Regions from separate parts of the Ovis aries genome. Here region 2 is linked to region 1. The links are chromatin contacts, called in public Hi-C maps. All regions are on one chromosome and are shown on one strand. Each heading gives the region's core, a stretch centred on a gene start, on an enhancer-like site or on the middle of the called end of the contact. The rest is flanking DNA. Distances are from core to core; before and after follow the strand shown.

The links. Hi-C and Micro-C count contacts between places; a contact is called where the count stands out from the background.
Region 2: a contact with region 1 is called in a Hi-C map of hypothalamus, with 3 times the contacts expected there. The contact joins two enhancer-like sites. A contact is called at or near these places in 3 of 16 Hi-C or Micro-C datasets (hypothalamus and tail adipose tissue).

The regions. Positions count from the first base shown.
Region 1 is chr18:40,113,756-40,118,901 of ARS-UI_Ramb_v3.0, forward strand. No RefSeq gene overlaps it. Among named protein-coding and RNA genes, the nearest start is that of ARHGAP5, 150 kb to the right of the region's middle. Within about 2 kb of position 2,811, at least 11 of the 54 cell types and tissues checked have an H3K27ac peak or open chromatin away from gene starts, as enhancers often do. A contact at or near this core is called in hypothalamus, where this site is marked.
Region 2 is chr18:40,414,248-40,419,699 of ARS-UI_Ramb_v3.0, forward strand. No RefSeq gene overlaps it. Among named protein-coding and RNA genes, the nearest start is that of AKAP6, 59 kb to the right of the region's middle. Within about 2 kb of position 3,599, at least 16 of the 54 cell types and tissues checked have an H3K27ac peak or open chromatin away from gene starts, as enhancers often do. A contact at or near this core is called in hypothalamus, where this site is marked.

The DNA.
Region 1 (5,146 bases), core at 1,561-4,060:
GCTGCTCACTGCGGTGCATGGCTCTTGAGCGCGGGCTCTGTCCCCACGGCATGTAGAATCTTCCTGGACCAGGAATCAAACCTGTGTCCCTTACATTGGCAGGAGGATTCTTAACCGCTGGACAACCAGGGAAGTCCCAAGACAGAAATTCTGATTTGCCAGTGACAGTTTGAACAGTGGCCCCGTCTCTTGTGAACTCCCCATTAGCAGAAGCTAACAGGAAGCTGGGAAGCACAAGAGCCCGCTGACATGGTCTACAGGCTGCACTTTTCTGGAGCAGCACTCAAGAGAGGGTGGTGAGTGGATGTGGAGGGACCAAGGGAAGACAACCCAGCCCACTGTCAATCATTGTTCTTCTGTGGAATTTTTCAAAATAGTTCCCATCCACAGAAAGTGCTCTTTACACAGAGAAGATATAAAAGATTTAGCTTGTTTCTTTAAATTTATTACACCAGGAAGTGTATCTCTTTTTGTTGTTAACTGACTTCACGCTCCATGTTATGCTTGGTGTCACACCAAAGCCACATCTCTCTGGTGGCTGTTTCACAATCAGGTTTATACAAAATTTCAATATTAGAATGATAAAAAAGCAAATAGGTGTGCAATTGTTCAGCAGAGATGCCTGAAAACAAAGTGGCAGAAACTCTAACAGATGCAGTTGCTCCTGTGGGAGGGCCATGGAGTTGCGTATTCTTGGTAAGATTCAGTCGAGTCCCTGTGACGTCTGCACGTGTGCCAATGCAACTCTCTTTGCCGCTCTGTGAGTGAAGTCTTTCTTAGAGAGGTCACAGTTCATCTCTGACCAAACCAACTCATGTTCTTTCACCGTGTAAAAACAGATGCATATTATCGTATTATATCTATATATTAAAAGATCAAAAGATAGATTATAGGACAAAAAGAGAGGCTGTACTTCTTTTTTTTTTGGCCTTTGTTCCTTTCCAGTTTCACCTCCAAAGTGTTAACTACGCTGTGGTCTTGGTAGGAGTTGGATCTGCGCTGCCTGGGGTCCAGGGTCCCAGTTATTGCCACACCTACCTGCTTGGTACTTTCAGAGCTGAGGGAGCATTGAGGTGGTGGAGCACATGAATGATTAGCCAGTGGTGGCAGAAGTAGCTGTCAAGGGGTAAGATAGCCAAATCCTACGGCCCTGATGGAGTAGTCAACCAGGAAGTGTTCCCACTGCCTCTTCTGTGTGGGACCCCTGGCCACACTGGGATGCCTGGACCAGTTACTTCCAGGAATAACATCCTGATCCCCACAGTTGGTGACACGGAATAGCTGAGTTCTAGATTCCCAGTAGGGAAATTGCTTACCCTCTTGCATGATGGGGATCACGTATGACTTTAGGGGATATTTGTGTAGACCGTTCAGCACCGCAGTGGTCTGCCCTGGCCAGAAGAACCACTTTTCTTCCAGTCAACATCCTAAACAGCCATTTCTGTTCCTTGTGGTTCTATTTTCAGAATCACAAGGTAGAGCATAGGAGGTTGTTTATAGCTTAGTAACTAACACACTGGCCATTCCCAGAGTAAAGCCCAGTGCATGACAAGAAAGAAGGCAGACATCCTAGAAGCTAAAGATTTCCTAAAACTTTAGCAGGTCATCAGTCACCTTTCAGTCTTATTTTCATAGTTACCAGTGAGTCCTATTTGCTGTCTTTGTGACTTAATTCACATTTTACCTTAATGTCTTAGGATTTTGCTTTTAATCTGACACCTTCTAGCCCACATCTGTTATCCTGCACACCATGGAACTTGAGGGAAAATGTGTGAGTCAGAAGGTGGGCAGTGCTGTCTTGGGCCTGCAGCCTCATGCCCATCTTCTCAGGCATCTTAGATCATTTGAAGCAATTTTGCCATTGTTAGAAAAAATCATGCTTCCTTTGGTCCCTTCACTAATGTCCCTGTAAGCACTTTGTTTAGGGCCTTTTCAGCTTCCCTAGTGCCTCAGACAGTAAAGAATCTGCCTGAAATGCAGGAGACCTGTGTTCGATCCCTGGGTTGGGAATCTCCCCCTAGAGAAGGGAATGGCCACCTACTCCAGAATCCTTGCCTGGAAAATTCCATGGACAGAGGGGCCTGGCGGGCTACAGTCTGCGGGATCGCAAAGAGTTGGACACGACTAAGCAACTAACACTTTCACTTCACTTTCCTACTCATTTATAGAATTGGAATCAGAACTCCTGATCACATGGATTATGAGCATTGATTCTGTATTGCTGGTATTTTTCTCCAATGGATTTCTGTGTGTCAGTCCTGCCTCACCCACTAGATGACAGCCTTCTCGAGGGCAGATCTGTGTCAGGTGCCTCTGGATTGGAGCCAACTGACTTAAGTGCAAATCCCAGCTCTGACACTTATTAAGTAATTGAAGCAAGTGACTTAATCTCTCCCAGCCTTAGCTGCCTCATCTTCAACATAGAGGAGAGTATCTGTTCTTATGGGCTTGTGATGGTGAAACAAAATGATATAATCACACAGACTCTGGTACTTGATAGATGCTTAATAACTTTTAATAACTTATTTCATTTCTCCACCCTTTATTTAATAACCTCTTCACATATCTCATTATGCTGGAATGCAATAACCTCAGTGACCTAACTTACCAAAAAAGAGAGGTTGTGGAATCCTTTCAAGGAGAGAATCTGAAATATCTTTATACAATTTCCCTCCTTGCCAGGCATCTAGAACATTGCGTATCCCAGTAACAATTAAAAATATATATAATGGCTGGAAGTTATTTCTAGAGAGGAAGGTCATCTTCAGTGTGTGTGGATGTGAGCGGCCGGATACAATGTCAAGAACAATAGCTATTCATTGTGTCAGTTTCAAAGCTGGCACTGGCAAGCTAGTAGTCTAGTGTTATTCCCACACAAATAAATCTTGAGCAAAATTTCCATGACCCAATGGATTGGTATAAACAGCTCGTTGCAAGAGCTTTTTACCTGCATCCCCAAGTCACTCATTTAAACACTCAGTGCTTTTCAGGGAGTCTTATAAGGGCAACTTATGAATCAGTGGTTGTTTTTGTTTTTGTTTTTTTAAACAAATGTTCATCAACCCCTACCCTCAAGATTGTTTTGTTGCCAAGTACACATGGCAAACAATTCGGTTCCTTCCACCAGTGCTGTTGATGGGAGATTCAGTCATCAGATAACCCGGCTGAAGGAAAAGTCCTTTAAAGACTCCGGAGCAATAACAGGCTGGTGGAGCCCCGCGGGCGGCCAGAGGTCCTGACTCCTAGGCCAAAGAATAATGATAAGCTTTTTATTTTTAAGTATTGGTTAGTGTTTAATAGCACTTATTATTTGCAGTGACCTTTACAGCTATCGTTATTAGTTATTCCATCTAGCAGCTCTGCACTAAATGACAAAACTATTTTTACTCAAATCCACCAACCCCCTCTCCTTCCACTCCAGTCACAAGGCCCATGCAGTTCTCAGCACATTGTACAGACTTTCATTTAGGTATCAGCTGTTTCCTCAGGCGCAGCGATCTCAGTGGTAAAGAACATTTTAAAGTCAAAACAACATAAAATGTGGTGCATCTTAATGTACTCATGTAAGTTGGATCATGTCAGTTCTCTGCTTTCAGTCCCACCTCAGTTCCTCATCTCACCTAGAATTAAAGCCAAAGTCTTGACAATGGCCTGGAAGACCCGTCACCCTGCCTAACTCTTTGGGCCTCCCCTCTTCCTCTTTGCTGGCGCCCTAACCCTGCCCAGTCCCAAGGGGCCCCTTTGCTGTTCCTCCAACCAGGCAGGCTCTTTGCGTTGGTAATATCCTCTGCTTCTAACGTTTCTCCTTCAGAGATCTACATGACTGACTCTCTTACCTCCTTCAAGTTGTTGTTTAGATGTCAAAGAGGTCTCCCCTGCCAGCCTAATTTAAAACTACAACTGTGATCAAGGACTTAAAGCCTTCTAATATACTATATAATTTGCTCAGCTATAATGTTTACTGTTTATTTTCCCTCCCCCCACAAGACTGTAAAATCCACAAAGCAGGGACCTTTGACTGTTTAGTTCATTGCTATGTACCAAGCACCTAGAACCATACCAAGTTGTATAATAAATATTTGTCGAGTGAACAAATACCATGCCCCTGAGGGTTGTTGTAATGCAATTTGACCTACAGACTTAGAATGCATCTCAACATGTGGTTTATCTTTCTGTTCCTTAGCAGTAGTTCTTATGCTTATTTTCCACTCATAACAAACAATTCATTTTGATAGCAGTTCTGTAGGGATAAATGAAACACGCAGATCTTAAGGTTGCAAGGCAGTGTAAAATCTCAGTGTTGTAGCCTAAGAGGACTTTATGGGTATTCTAGCCCAAACATGTGTCTGATCTAATGCCATCAGCTCTGGTGCCACTGTGTATGCACTCTCCTTCCATCTTTATAAAGATACAGTAGTTAAAAGTGGTTAAAAGGATAATCTCTGTGATTGGGTCTCTCTGTCATCTAATTCCTATTCCATCATTGTCTTCCGTATGACTGTGACACACCCACCCTCTGTTTCCTCCTCTGTAAATGGTGATAAAAAGTAATGTCCATCTCATGGGGATTTGTGAGGATTAATGAGGTAAGGCATGTAAAGATTTTGGCGTATAATAAGCACTAAATAAATATTAGCTATTATTATTATTAGAAAGTCCTTAACATTGAGCTTAATCAAGTCTTGTTAAACAGATACAACTGAGTTAACCTATTTTAGGCTTGGGTAAAATAGGGTGGGGGTTACAAATTTTCTTCCGTCAGTTGCCAGGAACATCCTCCTGCTCAGACTAGTAGAGAGTCCAAAACCGCTCTCTTGAACCCTGAATTTTCTCCCTCTTCTAAACATACGAGAGCACTAAGAACGCCCCACCAGGGTTAGTCCCAGTTCCAAATGCAGGCAGAAGAGCACCTAAGGGAGGCTGCAAGGCCTCCCGGTGCTGCTGCCTTTCACCAGGTGGTGACATTGGACTCTGGCTCTGCAAGGTCCAGCACCACTTGCCACGGGTGCTCGGATTCTCTTCCCGCCCTTGGGCTTCTGCATGGTATAAATCCTTGGGCACCAAGATGGCAGCTCTCTGAGTTCATAATCTCAGTTGTTGTTTTCAAGTCATTCCCACATCAGAAAGCTTTCTAGTCTCAGCCACG
Region 2 (5,452 bases), core at 2,349-4,848, 300 kb after region 1:
TCAGAGTAAAAGGAAACTGTTCTCTGTAAGATTTGCTCTAAAATGGCACCTCTGACTGACTGAGTCCCTCTTGAACCACGTTGGGATTCTTCAAGTTTCTAGCTTGGTTGGATTGCTTTTGGAGCCAAAGAGAGTTCTAATCATTAGCATTAGTGAGTTGTTGCTCATTAGCATTTGTGTGGAGTACCCAAATCACTGCAACAAAGGGTGTGAAACCTAGCTGGTGGTGGGGGGAGGGTGAGCGGGATTGTTTCTTCTTGGATTAATACCAGAGTTACTTCCCTTGGTGCAGATCTATTCTTCCCTGTGTGGGAATGTTTAATGTTCATACTGTTAGGTGAGAGCCTCATTCAGAGAACTGGAAAAAAAAAAAAAAACACACACACACACACATTATCCTCAACTTATCTTAAAAAAATTTACAAACCAACAAAAGAATACTTTCTTTGTACAGTGACTTGTTCAAAAATTTGAAAAGGACTTATGCTGCATGAGAGAGCTTTTCCTGCAATGCAGGTCCACCAGTTATTCAAGCAAAGAGTTAATCGAGGCCAGGGAAGCTTCTCTGGCAGCCTGCAAGCTTTGTGCAATAGCCAGGCTGGGGGTTGAGAGAGGCTGATATTCATTTGTTTGTGTATGAAGCTTTCATTCCCAAAGTCTTAGACATCACATACCAGGAAAGATGATTGTGAAAAGCAGGGACAAACTCAAGTGTTTCCCGGTTGTTCTGGTTGCCTTTGATACATCTGATGCTGCCTGACAGTGTTTGCCGCTTGGTTGTCTAAACAGAATTGTCTTCTCCTGAAATGAGTGAGAATTAATTATTCCCATCCAGCCATCATCAAAAATACTCTGATATGAGCTTGTATACCTAAATGAGTCTTACAGTAAGTAAAACCTTTAGTTTGGAGATCTCCCGTCCTCCCATTTAATTGTACCGTGTGTAAGCTTCACCTTGGAATTGTAGAGTTTGAGGAGGTGTAACACTCTTTGATTCTGAGAAACTGTGCAGTGGGTTTGTGCAGAGAGGCCCAGATAGGAATGTCTCCCAGAACCCTGAGAGCTTGGTCACTTCCCTTTCCTCCCTGACTCCAACATCCTTGGGTCTGGCTATAGCAACAGCACCCCCTAATGTGTGAAAGGGTGAGAATGGGCTCCTGCTTAATGAGGTGAGGTGCTTGGGCTTCGATGAGTGAAGAGTAAGAGACAAGCGTCTTAGCCTTCTTTAATGAAAGGACAGCTGAGCCTAAATCTGCAAAAGCAGCACAGCTTCTAAGTTGCTGAGAAAGGAAGATAGAGGCAGCAGGAGAATAGGGTTTTAGATTATTTTACAAGATGTGAAAGCTAAGGAGAGCCTCAGGAGGGAATCTGTAGGTCGCTGGGGAAAGGTGCTAACGGCCTGTGAATAAGTTTTTTGTTCTTCCAAAGACTTCACACCTTGGTCATGTGCATGGGGAGGAAGATGGATATGGTCTGGCCATAGAGGCCTTTCATTGTTGACTGAGACTGAGCCTGCAAAGGGGCCAAAGCATTTTTCCAAACAGTTAAGCAGTGGTTTAAAGGCTGCTAAAATGTAGAATTGGAGAAGGCAATGGCAGCCCACTCTAGTACTCTCACCTGGAAAGTCCCATGGACGGAGAAGCCTGGTGGGCTGCAGTCCATGGGATCACTAAGAGTCGGACATGACTGGGTGACTTTACTTTCACTTTTCACTTTCATGCATTAGAGAAGGAAATGGCAACCCACTCCAGTGTTCTTGCCTGGAGAATCCCAGGGATAGGTGAGCCTGGTGGGCTGCCGTCTATGGGGTCGCACAGAATTGGACACGACTGAAGTGACTTAGCAGCAAAATGTAGACTGATAGGTATTGCCTGACAGCAGAGTTTCGATTAAAGGAACTAGACTTAAGTATAAGAGGAAGCAAAGAGTGGGTAGAGATGGACTCTAGAGAAGATGGAAGAGGGATGCTCCCTTCCTTCATTTTGTTCATCACGCAAATATTTATTGTTGAGCTAGTATTCAGTGAGAATTCTGTTCTAAGTACTGGGAATGAATTCATACTAGGTGTGAATAAAAGGGAGTCCCTACCTTCACGGTGCTTGTATTCTTCGTGGTTGCCTAATGGTCCCATAGCTCCATGCTCCGTGCTTACGTTTTTTAAGCATAGTCTGTTTACAGGCAGAATGTGATTTGAGGGCATGGAAAGTACCTACTGTTCAAGATCGTGTCTGCTCCAACTGGTCTTTCCTGAACTTTCCAAACCAAAACCCCTTCAACAAAGATCTGTTTTCCGAGAGAAGTAATAACGAAGTCAGATACTTTGGCCCCACAGTTCTTGTCTGGAGAAAATGAACAATCTGATAAGACCTGGAGGGATGGGGATAACTCTGGCACCAGCCAACTGTGGCCTGAGGGAGTTTATTTTTCAGAGCCAGGGTTTCCTCATCTTTGGAAACAGCGATATTAATTCCTCTGTCAGAGCCTTTCTGGCTCTAATATTCTCTTTTGCATGGCAGGCATCATCCTGGAAAGCACTGAGTGTGGTGCGTCCCTGGGAGCACTGGGTATTTGTTTGGCAGTACTTGGGGCAGGACCAGATAGACTCTGAAAAAAAAGGAGATTGTGGAGAAGGAGCATGATTTGAAAGTCAAATTTAGGCTATTTAAAAAATGTTTCTAGGGCATATATTCCTGGGACCATTTTCTGACTAGAAGTTGCCTAGAAGGGAGGGTGGTAGTATAGATATGTTTGTTGCAGATTTTTTTTGGAAGCTTAATTACTGGCACTTTTGAGGATACTAATGAATTTTTTCAAAGATTCTCTACAAAACTCATGGTCATAGATCTGACCTCTGAGCTGCAGCTGCTGCTGTAAAGAGCTTTAGGATTTTCTTGTAGTGTGGAGTACTTTCTCTTTAACTCTGCTGTTCAGGATAGAAATGGAGTACCACAGGCTGGTAGTCTTTGAATCCTAGAGAGCAAGTGACCTACTTACTTACTATTGTGTCTGAAATATTCAATTAGAGCATATTTTAGGAAATACTTTTTTTAGCTTGGAACATGATTTTTCTTTTGTGAAAACACACTCCAGTAGAGACACAAGATTCGTTTTCTTGGCTGTTCTGACCCACCGTGTCAGAAGTAACTTCGGATACTGTATGACTTCTCTCCTTGGAAAGAGGCAATGTAAAATCCATCAGCTTCTTTAGTAAAGACAGTTCATAACTGTACTTTTATAGGCACATGTGATAAAAATTAATTAAACAGATTAACAAAAGCTTTCGGTTTAGAATTTTAAAAATACATGAATTATTTGCTAGACTTTTCTAACATCTTGAAGCTGTTGATCCTGGTCCTTGCAGTTTATGGGTCAAGCTTTCTTTGCCTTGTGGCCTTTCCCTTTGCAGAGAGTTTCAGCCTTTCTGTGAAGTACTGTGTAAACAGGTTTCTGGATGAAGTGTGGGTGGGACTTTTTTCTTTGTGAAATTTCTTCTTTTAAGACTTAAAGAAATCATACCCGGGACCAACCAAGAGGCACAAGCCCCGGGTGGCTTTGGAGTTTTCTATGTGTGTGTTCTGCCATCTGCTGGAAAAGGATGACCAAGCTGCAGTGTGGAAGAGGGTGCGCACTCCTGCCCCCTCCATCCCTCTCCCAGGGCTGCGCAGAGGGCACAGCAGAGCTTGTAAGTCGCCAGGACGCACTTGTTTTTCTGTTGGATCCCCTTAACTCATACGTGGGGTTATCTCTCAGGGATTTCCCTACCAGTCTGCCGAGGTGAGGGCCAAGCCACTTTCGGAGCCTGCATCACGGGATCCTCTGGCCTCATTCTTTGGGTACACAGTACGTTCTGGGATTGCCGTGAAGTACTTTTCACTGGTTTAAATTGGAACAAAACAGAACATTCAGTCTGAGTAGGGGGCAGGGTGTGATGTTAGTAGGCTGATATGTTTAGGAAAGGTCAACCCTTTTTCTCTGAGATCATAGTCTCCCTCCTTTCTGGTATTCAAATGCCCTTTTACAAAATGACAGTAATAGATGAGAGTTATCATCTCAAGCATTTATTTGCAGGGTGAAAGTAAAAGTTAGCAACTGTGAGTCAGTTTTTAAAAACATTTTCTTATGTCTGTGAGATCCCAAAGTCTGGGTTTGCTACTCCCTGTGGTCACCTTACTAGAGTAGAAAAGTAAGGTCAACAATCCTCAGCAGTAACTTCCATATTTTCCCTGGCAAATCCTCCATGGATTTTTCTGTGCTGTGACCCACATAGAGACACAAAAATAATAGCATGGTAGAATGAGGATAATGTCTCCGCACTAACTGGGTCGCTGCTTTATAGATGGATTTTGGTCTATAGTAAATGCTTGGCCTTGTTTCACACCCCTTTGGATCATTTTCTTCCTCTGGAGTTCTCCATGGGATGTGACCTTCCTGGCTGGATGTGTCTGTGAGACTCCCCTGGGGAAAGACTTCGATTTTTGGCCGCCAAATCCTCAAGGCAACGGGGACAGGATGTGAAAGCCCAACCTTCCTGTTTCTTCTTAAGATTTCTCAGAGGCTTATAATCCTTTCAGAAGATTTTTAAATGGAAATATGACATTTTGATATCTATTAGTTAGACGATTCTAGTAACTGAAGTAATGAAACTGACCTTCTTCTTTATTAAGGTTTATACTTATGGAAACATATGATTTTCCCCCAGTATGTTTTAAAGCATTAATTCAAATAAAATTATAAAGATTAAAGAAAAAAATATAAGTGAAGCTGCTCTAATTAAGGCAGGTTTGGTATTTGGCTCTGTGGACCCTGAATTGAAAATTGCTAGTGTGTAAAAATTGAATAGAAATTTATTTTTGAGGATTATTTAGCTAAGAGGGCAGATAGTTGAGATCTGAGTAGGTGGAGCCTGGGAAAGTAAGTTTGTACAGAAGCCAGAACACGTGGTGTCTTCATTGGAAATAGATGTTCCCAGAGAATAAACTTTTTTGTATATTTATCTGTTGATAACAACTGCTTCTGAATGAGCAAGGACTTTCAAAATTGCAGGGTATGAGTTTCCTATGGACACACACAGAGGCTTGTGACCTAGAGGCCATGTGAAGAAGGTGGAACAATCCTCCCCAGTTACGTTTTCATGGGCCAGATTGTTAGAAACATGTCCAAGAAGTGATTTCATAAAACTTTGGAAAATTGGCTGAAAACCCTGGCAGATCTGTATCATCTGGTAAATATTTAGGACCTAGTGTATATTATTTTCAAGGAAAGGAAATAAACTGTAGGAAAAAATTTCTTCAGCAAAAACAAAACACTACAGGACTGTTAGCTTTTAAATTAGAATTCTTTTTTTCCAAGGGTGGGGGTAGGGGAGAGGGAAAGAGGTCTTATTTCTGAAAGAATTCAGTTCAGTCTCTCAGTTGTGTCTGACTCTTTGTGACCCTGCTGCGACCCATGAATT